2 separate regions of the Xenopus tropicalis genome follow, and region 2 is linked to region 1. The links are chromatin contacts, called in public Hi-C maps. All regions are on one chromosome and are shown on one strand. Each heading gives the region's core, a stretch centred on a gene start, on an enhancer-like site or on the middle of the called end of the contact. The rest is flanking DNA. Distances are from core to core; before and after follow the strand shown.

Region 1 (3,357 bases), core at 347-2,846:
AGTAATAATAATAAAAATAAAGTGCATAATATAAAATGAAATAATTACATTTACATTATATATGTAATAATTAAATTATATACCATGCACTAGTTGCGCCACCCCCCCACTCCCGGTCCTTGGAAAAATTGTCTTACTTGAAACCGGTCCTTGGTGCAAAAAAGGTTGGGGACCACTGATCTAAGATACTGTGTAAAATTATCCCTAGTTGCTAAAAACACAAGGGCAGAAGGCTTACTTGATTTTAACAGCTCCCAGACATGGCAGTGCAACTGTTGTACCAAAGCAAAGCACCATATGAAACTATCATAACCAAAATTCACATATGGTCGGTAGAATTTTTTTAATTAAGATTGAAAAATAACAAACATAGTTGGAAGGCTACAAATCAACAATCTTGTAGTAATGAGTTACTTTTGATATAGTCTTGCATTTTTACTTCTAGTATATTTATTGATAGAACATACGCTAATTGCATACATTTATTAATTTACTGTACGTTTGGGTTCAAATCTATACCTGTCATTTTTGAAGTCTCTAAAAGCTTACCCCGAATCAAAGTTGAACAAATATGACATTTTAGAAGTTGCTAAGACAAGAATGAACTTATTTTAACACAGTACGGTAATTCTTAACCTATGAGCCAATAGAAAATTTAATGTACATGCAACAACGCAGCACATTATTTTGTTTTATATGTAAACTTGTAATAAAAAAAAGATTAATATATTACAGGGCAAACACTGCCAGTTATTGTGCATAAAGACAAGACTGACAGATACAGTTCCTTAGCACTGTCAACCTATACTAAACCTAAAAATTCACAGAATAAAGTGGTAACAGGGGCGCATCTACATGTTTTTATTTATACAGAACCATTGTAACAGTACACACTAACTGAAAAACGGTGCTTGAAACTTGGCTAGATATCAACAATAAAAATGTTACTGTAACTTGTGCATTTACAAATATACCTGAATTCAAGCAGCCTTTCTAACGCATAACGTACTAACTAAAAAAATAGCTTTCTGTTTATGTTACAAGGAAATGGTGTGTAACTATTGTCTGTAAGTGCGCAAATGCAAACAACTTTATAGGATTTTGTCTACAGGCATTTGTGAATGACCCCCTGCACATCTTATAACAATCACTCATTCAACCGTATAATATATCCCAGGGTCTCAACCCACAAAAAGCACAGGTATACACTTTATCTAAGCTTTTAAGTCTAGAGACTCTGGCAGTTATAAAAATTTCCCCTGTGCTCAGACATGGATTCCCTTAGATAAGCAATTAGGCTAATTGTTAATAATGTGGGGTGTAATTTGTTATTTTTTTAAGACAAGCAATAATGGGCATATTCTTACCATCCAGTCTGGCACGTTGAATGCAGTGGTATCTTGTGTACTTTCCGTTCTTTCCATTTCTTCACCTGCAAAATGATTGTCCTCAAGCTAAGGAGAGACAACTCTTGGTATGTTTGGGAAAAGCTGCGTTCTGAAAAGGGCTGCCAAATCTACTGCAAGTCAGTCAAGGAGCTTATAAAGGGACTCGGCCCCCACCTTTGCTTTCCAACTGTGAACAGAAACTACACTTTACAAAAGTCAGTGGCTCACAGAGCTAATGTTTCAAGATCTGGCAGGACTCTGCTCCCCAGTCATATCCCTTGTGAAAGAAAAACTATCAAGCCCCTCCTTTCATGCAACATACCTACAATTTCCCCTTGCTCTACTCGTAGTATCTGCCCAGTGTCTTATCAACACCTTATAACAATGACTCATTCATTCTCTGGAAGTCAATACTTTAGACAAGGCTGAGAAAAATCTATGTTCAAGGGGTAATTTACAAAGTTTCACACCTCCCTCTACTTTTCTGCTCCCACAGGTAACCTTGAAAATAACTTTGATGTCAATCATAATCAAATACATGTAAATGTGTACATAGAACGGTTACATGCCACATCTAACAATAGCCCAAGATATCAGGATAGCAATACCTACAAAGCAAGACAAAATGGTACAAATTAAATTGAATAGAATTGTATTATTGCAACACACTGGCTCAGCACAGAATAGGTTCCTACCTACTTGGTTATTAGAAACTATTCCACTAAACTGTGTGCTGATGCATATCTATTAAGCCCAAACAGCAAATTCTAGAGTACAGTATTTTTAATGTAAAAACAAATACAAAGTCAATACAAGATGCAGAGAGTTCTTCTGTAAAGCACCCACCAGGCCATATAAAAAGTTTTAAAACAATTGTGTTGTTCACACCGTTTAATCCCTGCATTGTTCACCCTCTGCATTGTTCACCTTTTCACACCTCAGACAGACCGTAGGAGCAGTAGAAACCCACAAATAAACCCTGCACACTACAAAAAGAACATATACTGAGGTGGTTCTGCAATTAAAAAAGTTTTTTAATATATAGTTATTGTGCAGACTGTAGGAGCAGTGAAAGCATTGTGGCACACACAGGCAGGGTAGGGCAGGCCAGGCAGAGTACGGCACAAATGCAACACAGGGCAAGCAGAGTATGGCACACACAGGCAGTGTAGGGCAGGCCAGGCAGAGTATGGCACACATGCAACATAGGGCAGGCAGAGTATGGCACACACAGGCAGGGTAGGGAAGGCAGAGTATAGTGCACACACAGGCAGCATAGGGCAGGCAGAGTATGGCACACATGCAACATAGGGCAAGCAGAGTATGGCACACACAGGCAGCGTAGGGCAGGCCAGGCAGAGTATGGCACACATGCAACATAGGGCAGGCAGAGTATGGCACACACATGCAGGGTAGGGAAGGCTGAGTATGGCAGGTTTTTGCTGTACTACCACCATTAATATGAAAAAAAAACTGTTACAATGTGTACTGTTACAATGGTTCTGTATAAATAAAAACATGTAGATGCGCCCCTGTTACCACTTTATTCTGTGAATTTTTAGGTTTAGTATAGGTTGACAGTGCTAAGGAACTGTATCTGTCAGTCTTGTCTTTATGCACAATAACTGGCAGTGTTTGCCCTGTAATATATTAATCTTTTTTTATTACAAGTTTACATATAAAACAAAATAATGTGCTGCGTTGTTGCATGTACATTAAATTTTCTATTGGCTCATAGGTTAAGAATTACCGTACTGTGTTAAAATAAGTTCATTCTTGTCTTAGCAACTTCTAAAATGTCATATTTGTTCAACTTTGATTCGGGGTAAGCTTTTAGAGACTTCAAACATGACAGGTATAGATTTGAACCCAAACGTACAGTAAATTAATAAATGTATGCAATTAGCGTATGTTCTATCAATAAATATACTAGAAGTAAAAATGCAAGACTATATCAAAAGTAACTCAT
Region 2 (3,357 bases), core at 571-3,070, 35 kb after region 1:
TGATTTTTCCCTTTTTAGGTATTTAGAAGTTTGGATCTCGTTACAGAAGTCGAAATACACAAAACTTTCAGCAGATTTGTAAGCTTAGTTTGTCCTAAAATTAAGATGTACAGTTATCGCAGGTAAACTTAATGTCCCAAAAAAGTGAAATCATGCAGAATGCCACACGGATATGATGGGAACTGTGCAGAATGGTTGAACGTGATGGACGTATATCTTTTTTCAACCTAACTTACTATGTTACTACGGGTGAAAACATCTGGCAGGCACAGTAAAAGAAAATCTCTGTACTACTTCCCTATTAGAACTATGTAATGCATTCACATTTAGAAAGAAATCCATCAGTCTTCCTGCAGGGTCACTACAACAGTAGTTCTTAACATTGTTTTTTCAGAGAACCCAAATCATGTCACAGAACCAGCTTTGAGAATTGTTTTAGAACCACTAAACCAATTTGCAATGTTTTTATCACTGCTGGGAAAAATGTACACTATTTAGGGGCACCATGGAACCCCGAACATGGCTGTATGATATAATTTGACAACACCGACCTGCCTTGATATATTCATGAAAGAAAAAGTAAATAGTCTTAGGGCTTAAGTCCATGGGAGATTTTCATCAGATTTTATCTGCTCGTCTTGCAACAGGCTGTAATGTACAGTCCGATCAAATAAAGTCAGATAGTGTATTTTTTTCCTGCATCTATATTCAACGGTGTATTTAAATGAGGGGAAAAAAGCTGGTGACACACCATCAGATTTTAGCTTGTTGGCTGAAGATGCGGCATTCAGTGTGTTCCCTTCCAACAGGCACATTGTGTGTTGATGGAAACTGTTTCATATAGTTTACACATCAGATTTTTCTTTCAGCCCCATTATATTTTGAACAGTGCAACCACAGATGACTTGTAGTATTCGTTTTGTCCATCATGGAGTTTAGTCCTAAAGCTAACAGACATGGACAGTGTAAACCAGAAAAAACATAACCTAATAGGATGCACTGGAACAGAAGAAAAAAATTCAAGGTCACCTGACTATCGTCAGTGCAGCTGAGCTGCGCATAATTTGCGTCTCCCCCCGTGCATCATGCACCATTTAGCTAGCTCTGAGAAGGAAAGAGACAGAGGCCAATCACAGAGCAGCTATCGTGCAGCCAAGGGGAAATGGAGTACCAGTGTAGGGATTTCTGACTCAATGCTGCTGCGTTCACCTGTAGGGTAAAATCACATCTTAGCAACAGCAAGATATCCCTTCGCGTAGAAAAGATGGAGGAAAAATAGTCCCATTCAAAGTCAAGAAACTGGTACAATGAAGCGAGCAAAAGCTCTCATTTGATAGGAATGCAAAACAAGGAATAGTTTGGATTCACCAAGGATGACCAATCTGTGTATAGCCCTCTAAAGATCTTATATCTAGACGTCCCAGCATCCCCCATCCTTAGGGGCTGCTGGGAGTTGGAGTTTGACTGCTGACGCTCCACAGATACAGCAAACCTGCAATTACCTTTTTGACGGTGCGTGGGGCTTCGCTGACCGCTCCTTCTGGGCTCCCTGCTTCGTCGCCACCGTCCTTTGGCCGCTGCGTCGGGTCACTTCTTTTCATGGCGGAAGCCGGTGCTCCTTTTATCGGCTGGCTGAGAGCTGGGATCGGACTGTTGTCTGGCTCTGTGGGTGAAACGGCGGCTGGTACGGCCGGGACTGCTGGAACAGTTGGTAGAGAGAGGCCCTCGGGTGGCCGTTCGCTGTTCATATCTTTTAGCTCCATAGCTGCCATTTTGACGGTAGCGACCTGCACAGACATGGCTATTCACAGTTCGAACTCTCCTCTTGTCCTCACTGCTCCCTGCTTACCGCACACAAACACTAACACGCTGCCACCGGCAGCCACCAACACGCCCCTGTTAGCATTGACCGCCTACGCGCAGTGCATTACGGGATGCGTAGTTCCAGCCATCACCTCCTACGGCTAAGAAAGAATTTATTCGAACTACCATTCCCATAGTGCACACTGTATCTGTGCGAAAGAGATCGTGTAATGCAGCTGGTGATTTAGTTCCCAGCCGCTTAGCGTTGGATGCGTTGCATTGCAATGGTAGGCGGAATAACCTGCTGGAATAGCTATATTTATTTTTGCGCGATATCTAAGGCCAGATAATAGTTGAGGGCCAAATCCATGTGTCATGGGAACGAGAAAACTACTGTTACGTAGCTTAGCTCACTTGCAAAAAAAGGCATCCAGCCCTGTCTTGAATCTATCTAATGTATCTGCCAATACAACTTCACAGCTCTTGCTGTAAAAATAAATCTTAACCTATTTTAAACCTCTTCTAATCAAAGTGGATGCCCTGACAACTGTAGGAAGGACCTAATGTCCATTTGTCTAAGTCTAAGCTGTCCTTCAGCACCTCTTCTCCAGTCTTATATCATAGGCATAGATGCTGTTTTAGTCTGGGGTGGCTAATGGTGCCATATGTAGGTTTATTACTTGATAGGCTGACTTTAAAGGTGTCTCATTTAGTAAAAACTATTGACTTTTTCCAGTGAAGAAAGCAAATTTTCCCCATTAACTTTGAAGCCAGGCTTGCCACTTTTTATCTTTCTGCACTAAACAACATTGAAAACAAACAGCATTTTTACTGGTTTTTATATCATTTAAAACACATAACTCATTGCCACTGGCAGGGCCATCTTTCCTACACCTTAACCATCCGGCAGCGAGTGCAGGGCACTTTATGTATGATTTATCACTTAAAGGAAAACTATACCCCCAGAATGAATCCTTAACCAACTGATCTTGCCAAACTGTAATATATATATATATATATATATATATATATATATATATATATATATATATATCTCAATAAATGTTGCCCTTTTAATCCTTTTCCTTGATCCACCATTTAGTGATGGGCTGTGTGCTCCCTCAGAGATCACATGACGAGAAATAATGCAGCTCTAACTATAACAGGAAGTAGTGTGGAAGCAAAAGGCAGAACTCTGCCCATTAATTGGCTGATGGGGCATGGGTGCTGTCCAACTTCTGTGGTACCGAGGGCCGGAATTTTTCCTACCTACGTGGTAGAGGGCCGATAATGGAAGCCAGTTTTGACCACTCCCCTTTTTGAAACCGCACCCACTTGAAACCACACCCATGTTATCACATGACCATACCCATATTATGGTTGTAGTACAGCAAATACCTGCCATACTCTGCCTTCCCTACCCTGCCTGTGTGTGCCATACTCTGCCTTCCCTACCCTGCCTGTGTGTGCCATACTTTGCCTTCCCTACCCTGCCTGCGTGTGCCATACTCTGCCTGCCCTACCCTGCCTGCTTGTGCCATACTCTGCCAGCCC

The links. A called contact is a pair of places that touch in the nucleus more often than the background predicts.
Region 2: a contact with region 1 is called in a Hi-C map of neurula embryo, with 2.2 times the contacts expected there. The contact joins the promoter of ahcyl2 here to the enhancer-like site in region 1. A contact is called at or near these places in 3 of 5 Hi-C or Micro-C datasets (brain, neurula embryo and tailbud embryo).

The regions. Positions count from the first base shown.
Region 1 is chr3:87,233,940-87,237,296 of UCB_Xtro_10.0, forward strand. All of the region lies in intron 1 of ahcyl2 (adenosylhomocysteinase-like 2), which reads right to left. Among named protein-coding and RNA genes, the nearest start is that of ahcyl2, 35 kb to the right of the region's middle. Within about 2 kb of position 1,597, at least 1 of the 11 cell types and tissues checked has an H3K27ac peak or open chromatin away from gene starts, as enhancers often do. A contact at or near this core is called in neurula embryo, where this site is marked.
Region 2 is chr3:87,268,326-87,271,682 of UCB_Xtro_10.0, forward strand. It overlaps ahcyl2 (adenosylhomocysteinase-like 2), which reads right to left and starts at 1,821. Exons shown (of 17, transcript NM_001016409.2): 1 at 1,503-1,821. The coding sequence starts at 1,799.